Linked DNA regions of Hordeum vulgare: region 1 is linked to region 2. Evidence: chromatin contacts called from public Hi-C data. All regions are on one chromosome and are shown on one strand. The core of a region is the stretch at or near the end of the contact, and the rest is flanking DNA. Distances in the headings are between cores, read along the strand shown. Region 1 holds the start of LOC123447885 (alcohol dehydrogenase 3-like). Region 2 has its middle 3.8 kb from the start of TRNAK-UUU.

Evidence for each region. Hi-C and Micro-C count contacts between places; a contact is called where the count stands out from the background.
Region 1: a Hi-C map of seedling shows a contact between it and region 2, with 3 times the contacts expected there. The contact joins the promoter of LOC123447885 here to the enhancer-like site in region 2. A contact is called at or near these places in 3 of 6 Hi-C or Micro-C datasets (leaf and seedling).

What each region holds. Positions count from the first base shown.
Region 1 is chr4H:62,959,752-62,963,474 of MorexV3_pseudomolecules_assembly, reverse strand. It overlaps LOC123447885 (alcohol dehydrogenase 3-like), which reads right to left and starts at 2,047. Exons shown (of 9, transcript XM_045124600.1): 1 at 1,759-2,047; 2 at 1,545-1,681; 3 at 1,389-1,435; 4 at 537-862; 5 at 306-388; 6 at 124-199; 7 at 1-24. The coding sequence starts at 1,792.
Region 2 is chr4H:62,771,487-62,775,192 of MorexV3_pseudomolecules_assembly, reverse strand. No RefSeq gene overlaps it. Among protein-coding and RNA genes, the nearest start is that of TRNAK-UUU, 3.8 kb to the left of the region's middle. Within about 2 kb of position 2,387, at least 3 of the 3 cell types and tissues checked have open chromatin away from gene starts, as enhancers often do. A contact at or near this core is called in leaf and seedling, where this site is marked.

The DNA of each region.
Region 1 (3,723 bases), core at 798-3,297, 190 kb before region 2:
AGTCTGTGCAGCCAAACTTCTTAGCTGAAAATTGACATGTTGCTAAAGTTCAGTGTGTTGTCCACAAACCAACATTCACCAAATGGATTTGTTTTTCTTTCTGTAGATAGAAGCAGACTGTACCTTGTTCGTACTTTGCAGGGTTCAAGTCCACACCAATGATCCTTGATGCCCCAGCCATCTTGGCCCCTTCCATGGCCTGATCGAGTGAACACATACATCAATCAGTCATGGTGGTAGGGAATAATTCTAATCAACCTGTAGTACTAGTACATTGTGGAAGATAAATATCCTTCGTCACTTACAGCAAGGCCTACAGCTCCAAGACCAAAAATTGCCACCGTCGAACCCTTTTTCGGTTTTGCGACATTGAGAGTCGCACCAAGACCTGAAGAAAAAAAATGACTTTTCAGTAACTTATCAATGAGGCAATATGCATATGGCGCTTCATCGGGAAATACTTTCTTTGTAAACTAATATAAAAGCGTTTAGATGACTAAAATACAGAGAGAGTACCAATCAGAGCAATGCCTTACCAGTTGAGATACCGCAGCTGAGAACACAAACTTTGTCAAGGGGCGCCTCGGGGTTAATCTTCGCTAGGCACCCAACATGGATCACGGTGTACTCGCTGAAGGTAGAGGTTCCGACGAAGTGGAATATCGGTTTCCCACCGGTGGTGAAGCGGGACTGCCCATCGCCGATCATCACGCCCCGGTCGACATTGATCCTGAGGAGGTCACAGAGGTTGCTCTCCTCTGACTTGCAGTGAGCACAATCCTTGCACTCGCCAGTGAACACCGGCAGGACATGGTCACCTGGCACGAGCTCGGTCACGCCCTCTCCGACGCTCTCAACAATACTGTAAGGAAAAAGTAAATTTTGGAAAAAAATAATACTTTAATTGTTAAGACTAAGACAGTATTAATTATTAAAATGCCAACTAAAGAGTGAACTGACAGCAGCGAAGGAAATTAGTCACTCTAAATAAACTATAAAATATGTAGAAAATAAAAATAAAAATATATATTCTACAAAGCAAAGCACTTTGAGGGAGTTTGTGTAACAAAGCTGTCCCATGATTATTAAGATGTTGTTTTTATAACATGGCGATAAAATACTGATACTTGCTGTATATAGTTAGCTACCACTAACAAATAAAGATCCAGGATGGCATAATGAGAAAGCTAATCTTGTTTAAAAAATAAGAATTACTAGAAAGCTAACGTGAATAAACTATTCCCTTCGATCCATATTATGTGTCGCTGCTTTAGTACAATTTAGTATGAGTAATATGGATCGGAAGGGGTATAATATAAGATTCAAGATCCCACCAAATTAACAGCAAAATGGTAACAGAATAAGATAGAGACAGAGAAGATGCGTACCCTCCAGCCTCATGGCCTAAGATCCTTGGGAAAACCGGAGTTTGCCCCTACAGAAGCAGAGCCACGCCAAGTTAGCCACTGGCCCATGTTACACACTTGAGAAACCTGAAAACCTGAAAACTACGGTCTGAATGCCTGATGCGCGCGCGGACATACCTTGGCTTCCCAGAAGTAGACGTCAGTGTGGCAGAGGGCGGTGTAGAGGATCTTGACTCGCACCTCCATGGCCTGCGGCGGCGCCACCTCCACCTCCTCGATCGAGAGCGGCTTCCCGGCCTCCCATGCCACCGCCGCTGCAGTCACCCAAGAACCAAACCAATCAGCACTGCCAGAGTTTCTTCGCTGACCAAGCAAATTTTCGTGGACGAACCTTTGCACTTGATCACCTTCCCGGCGGTCGCCATTAACTTACACTCGATCGCTGCGGGAACTCAAAGAGAAAGATCGCTCTTTTGACCTTTGTTGCTGCTTCTGCTTTGCAGCTCGTTGGATGTGGATTTTGGTGAGGAACGAAGGTGAGGCTGAGGCCTGTATATATACTCGTGGCGCTGGAGGAATTGGCGAGTAATTAAGGGTGGAGCTTGGAGTGCAAGTGGGGAAAGAAGAAGGGTTGTTTTTTCTTGGAGAAAGTTGCTGAAACAGAAACAGGGGTGGCCGTGGCTCCGCCGCTGCTGTCGGTTTCGGACTTTTTGCCCGGGTGGTTTTCCGGTTTGCTGTGGGCGGATGAGATTGCACCGCGGGATGATCGCAGCCGTCTGTTAAGACGGCACTATTTCTAGTCGTTTAGCCTGCAGTCTTCGTAATCAGGCTGATTGATTGATGGTTTAGGGGGTGGTGTTTATGCCTGCCTTGCGAAAGCAGATTGGTTTGATTCGACGTCTTTTCAAGCTTTCGAAATAAATTTTCGTAGTGCCCTACTAGGTAATCTTCTGTTCTATTCGTGGTACTCATTAAGCGTATTCTTAAGACAATAACAAATGTAAATATTGTTGACTATTTGCATTCCTTCGGTACACAGGCATGTAAGGGCCAGTTCTTTTCGTCCAATGATTCGTCAGAATCTGATTTTAGAAAACTACACACAGAATCAACTACCCACAGAATTGTCTACTGAGTTCTTTTATGAGATTCTAGTATGTGATTACATGTTTGCACCGTAAAAATCAACATACAATGTTTTTACCAATCAAATAAGCAAATATTTTTGGAAAAATCTATCTAGAAGCGGCGCATTCTGAACATTCGGTGCGGCGGGTCATGCATGTATGCATGCATGATGTTATTGGATTAATTCTAAACGATCGAAATTCAAAACTTTTATCTCTTAAACCGTTCATTCGAGCGATGATCCGTTTTCGTCGTTGACTTTGTTTCGATGAAATCTTCAAAATTAGATCTCATTTTGATATATTTCGATAACTTTTTTTTTTGTACTTACCACATTTGTTGCACTTACTTGTCATATTAGTAAGTACTTACTTGTCTGTAAAACATAACTTAATCGCCATTTTCTTGGAAATTGCGTATAGATATGACATCTCGACATAAACCGAATGACAAGCACAAACAACTTTTTTAGACGATTACGGACAAAAATATGACAACTCAACATATTTTAAACCGGTGATCACAAGAAATCTTTTTTAATCATCGTTTTTAAATATGACAGCTCGACATAGTTAAACTCACAAGCACACAAAATAGTTTTCTGGTAAAGTTGTATGTAAACATGATAAGTTGGCATATTTATATTGGCAAACACAACATATGACATCTTTTTATATTGTGTATAATAAAAACTGCTACAAAGCTTTGTACGAAACAACACTAAAAGTGTCAATCAAGTTAATTTTCTCAGGCAAGTAAGTGGTTAATAATATGGCAAGTCGGTCAAAAAATTATGGCAAGTATTAATAGAAAAAAATAATTGACGGAACATGTCGACATGGGATCTAATTTCGAAGAACTCGTCACGAAAAAGTCAATGATGAAAGCGGATCATTGATTGAATTAACGGTTTTGTAGATAAAACTTTTTGAATTTCAAACATTAATGGAAATCTTTGTTGACTTCATTCCATGCATGCATAGAAGAGAGAGGGGACTAGCCGCATTATAGCAATACTTAGCTTACTTTTTAAGTGATGGCAATACTTAGCTTGGTAGTACTAATAGATCATGCTTTTTTTATTTTTCTTTAGCCGCGTTGTGCATGTCAGGGTGGAGTTGCACTGCATGTGTACTGCTCCACTACATATGCATGTGATGCGAGCTCGCACATGCATGGACATGGCCCACCAGCGCATGTCATTTTTACATGAGACAACTGGCTAGCG
Region 2 (3,706 bases), core at 1,138-3,637:
CAATCTGGACGCCGGCGACTTGCATCGCTCCCCCTTTCAATGTATGCTCGCCCATGTTATGTGTTCGTCTATTCTTCTTTTTCTGTATTTATGTCTCTTCGTGTGTCTCTGTTCTATTTTGATACAATAACATATTTTTTTCTTTTCTTTTGGTGTACACCACAAGAAGTGGATGCTTGGTCTACATTATAAAATACTTGATTTTAAAAAGGAAATAAAATGCAGAAAAAACATATCATAAAACTCTCCATCATTGACAATTTTTTTAGAAAAGGAGAAACAAAAAAACACAGTTGCTTGCACTAGGTGCCACCCCCTTTCTTTTGGAAAAAAGCCGCCTTGAAGGAAAAGCAAAAAAATATGTAGTTACGTCCTGCCTTAAAAATATGCAATAAGACCCCTTGCCCCCCTTAGACAAACGTGTAGCTGTGTCCAGCCATTTAATTGCCCCCCCCCCTTGTAAAACATGCAAACTGCATCTATCCCTCTACAAACAAGTGCAAATGAATTTTGCCTTAGACAACGTGCAATTGCAAACTACCCCTCTATAGTCCACTATAGCCGCATCCCCCGCCTTACAAACCGATGATCACTTTTGAAACGTGCAAAATGTGCCCATTGTAGTGGAAAACAGGCATTTGCTTCCAGCCTTGGTAAATGTGCAGTTAGAACCATAGACGCCTCAAAAAACGTGCAATTGCAATTATCCCATAAACAACCGTAGTTGCGTCCCGCCTTGAAAGACATGCACTTGCGACTATCCCGTAAGTAAATGCGGCTTCATCTCGTCTTGGAAAACATGCACTTACGATTACCCTTTATAGACAGGTGTAGTTGTATCCCGTCTTGGAAAACATGCAGTTGCGATTACATCATAAACAAATGTAGTCGCGTCCCACCTCGAAAAACATGCAGTTACTACTATCCCCTATAAACAAGTGCAGTTGCGTCCTGCCTTGGAAAATATGCAATTGTGACTATCCCTATAGACAAATGCAATTGCGTCCCCATCATAAAAATATGCAAATTGCGACTACCCTTAGAGACAAATGCAATTGAGTCTCGCCTTGAAATATGTGTAATTGCGACAACCCCAATAAACAAGTGCGGTTGCGTCTCGCCTTGTCAAACGCACTTGCGACTACCCTCTATACACAAGTGCAGTTGCATCCCATCTTAAAAAAACATGCAGTTGCGACTAAATCATAAAAAGATGCAATTGTGTCCCACCTTGAGAAACATGCAATTATGACTATCCCTATAAACAAGTGTAGTTTCATCCTGCCAACATTATAGTGTGCTCACCTTTGAAAATAAATAAACCAAGATAAAAAAGGGGAAATTGCGTGGAGGCCGGATAGACGAAATAAATGTGAAGTGGCACCTGGATAACAATAAAAATAAATAAATAATTATCATTTTAATCTACAAAAAATGGAAAACGTAAAACAATAAAAAAACACATGCATCAAAAAGCTCCACCATAGGAAAAACTATTATTTTTAAGCCCCTCACAGACACTGTTTAGAGACAAAAAAAAACACCCGTATATTATCATGAACCTGTATATATGAAAAATAAACACTCATAGAACAAAAAGTAAAAATAAAGATGAGCCTACAAAACTAAAAATTAAAAGAATAAAAACCTTGCCAATTAAAAAAATCAATAAAGAACAATAGGCACAGAAAAAATAGACATAAGAACATTTGACACACAACAAAAACATGCTTCAAAAAAATCCGTCCATCCGACATAACTTAGGGTTGCTATAGTCTTCTTGTCAAATACATAATGGACCACCATGATGGGTCAAAAAAAAACTACATAGGCCACGAGCAAAATCAGTAAAACAGGCAACCACTACACCAATGCAATGGTCGTTCGCTCAAAGAAAACGTGAACCGTGATGCTATAACAATCGACCGCTGACAAAAGTGAATATGAGCAAAACAAAAAGGTCAGCTAGCTGAGTTTCAGCCAAACAAAGAAAAAAAACACCATGTCCCTGTTTGTTTGTTTGTGTCGGTTGTCTACAGTAACTAGATGATAACCCGCACGTTGCTGTTGGAATATTTTGTAATATATTCAGTTAGAATTGTTTGCATGGAACATGAAGATATAGAGCAGTAACATAAAAAAATATTTCCTATGTTTGGTTATTCTATAATATAAATATCATAATTGTATGTAAATTTTCATGCATGTGTTTCATGTTGAGATGGCTCTTTATTATACATGGATGAATGCTGTGGTGGGCCTTTCTCTATACATGTTGAAGATGACGTAGCATACTCGCATGTTGAGAGAAATAGGTTAGTGTGGACGAGCTATTTAGATATAGGAGATTTATATTCTCAAAAAGAAATGAACACCCGCGTCTGGCCCAGCCCAGCCAAACCTAGGTCGGAGAGCACTGTTGTGTTGTTGTGGGCTGATGTGTTGTTGTTTGCTCTTGTTGTGTTGCTTGGCAAAAAGATAAATCAAACGACAAAAAAGCTGGAATATCCTATTTGTCGCTCGCTGCGTCAAGCAGTCGGCGCTTGGCACAAACGAGCGACCGAACAAAGACGCAACGGACCGGCCCATATAACTGTTCGAGCGTTCTGGTTTCGGAACCTTTTAGAAATTTCAGTCGGTTTTTTCTAGTTTGGAAAAACTTTTAGAAGGTTCCCTGAACATGGTTTTTTTCTTTTTTCTTTTTTCGTTTCTGTTTTTTTCCCTGTTTTTGTTTTATAAAATGTTCTTCAAATTAGAAAAATGTTTTTGATTTTTAAAAATCCTTCTGAATTTTCCAAAAAATGTACTGGATTTTGTAAAATGTTTTGGATTTTCAAAAGGTGTTCTTGATTTTTAAAAAAATCTGGCTTTTCGAAAAATGTTCTGGAATTTGGAAAAATGTTTCAAAATTTTTAAAAATAATGTTCTTGAATTTTAAAAATGCTACGGAATTTTGAAAAATGTTCCGAATTTGAAAAAATGTTCCATATTTTCACAAAAATATTCGGAAATTTGAAAAATGTTCTGGAATTTGAAAAAATGTTCTGGATTTTAAATAATGTTTGGGAATTTTCAAAAATGTTCCGGAATTTGAAAATATGTCACGGAATATGACAAAATGTTCCGGAATTTTGAAAAAATGTTCAGGAATTTGAAAAAAACCCGGAATTTTATCTATTTTTTTGGATTTTTCACAAAAGTGTTCCTAAATTTGTCCCTTTTTTCCGCATCTGATGCATCTATTTGTCAAGAGTACTGCCGGAGTATCTCACAACATTGTTTCCCGTTAGCACACCCACGTCGCCACACATGGTCGTTCTAAACAAAACAAACAGACACAGCCAGAAATAATGTGTGCATTTTTTAAATCTTATTTGCCTATGTATATATCGACACTAGTTTGAGCAGGGAGTTTTGGAGCTCGGGCTCCATGGCACTCTTTATTGAAAAAAAATTCAAATTTCAAAAAAATTGGTTTCAAAAAAATCCAAAACAAATATGCAAGTAGACAAGGATGAAATGTATATGTGTGCAAGAATTCAGGACGAAATACCTTAAGATGAGATCTATGCAAAAAAACAAATTCATGGACTTTCGTGATGAATAGTATCATGTGTATCATGTGTTAAACAGCCACAAAATTGTCTTTTTTGCACAGACCTCATTTCAACGTATTTTGTTCGAAAAATTTGCACACATGTGTGTT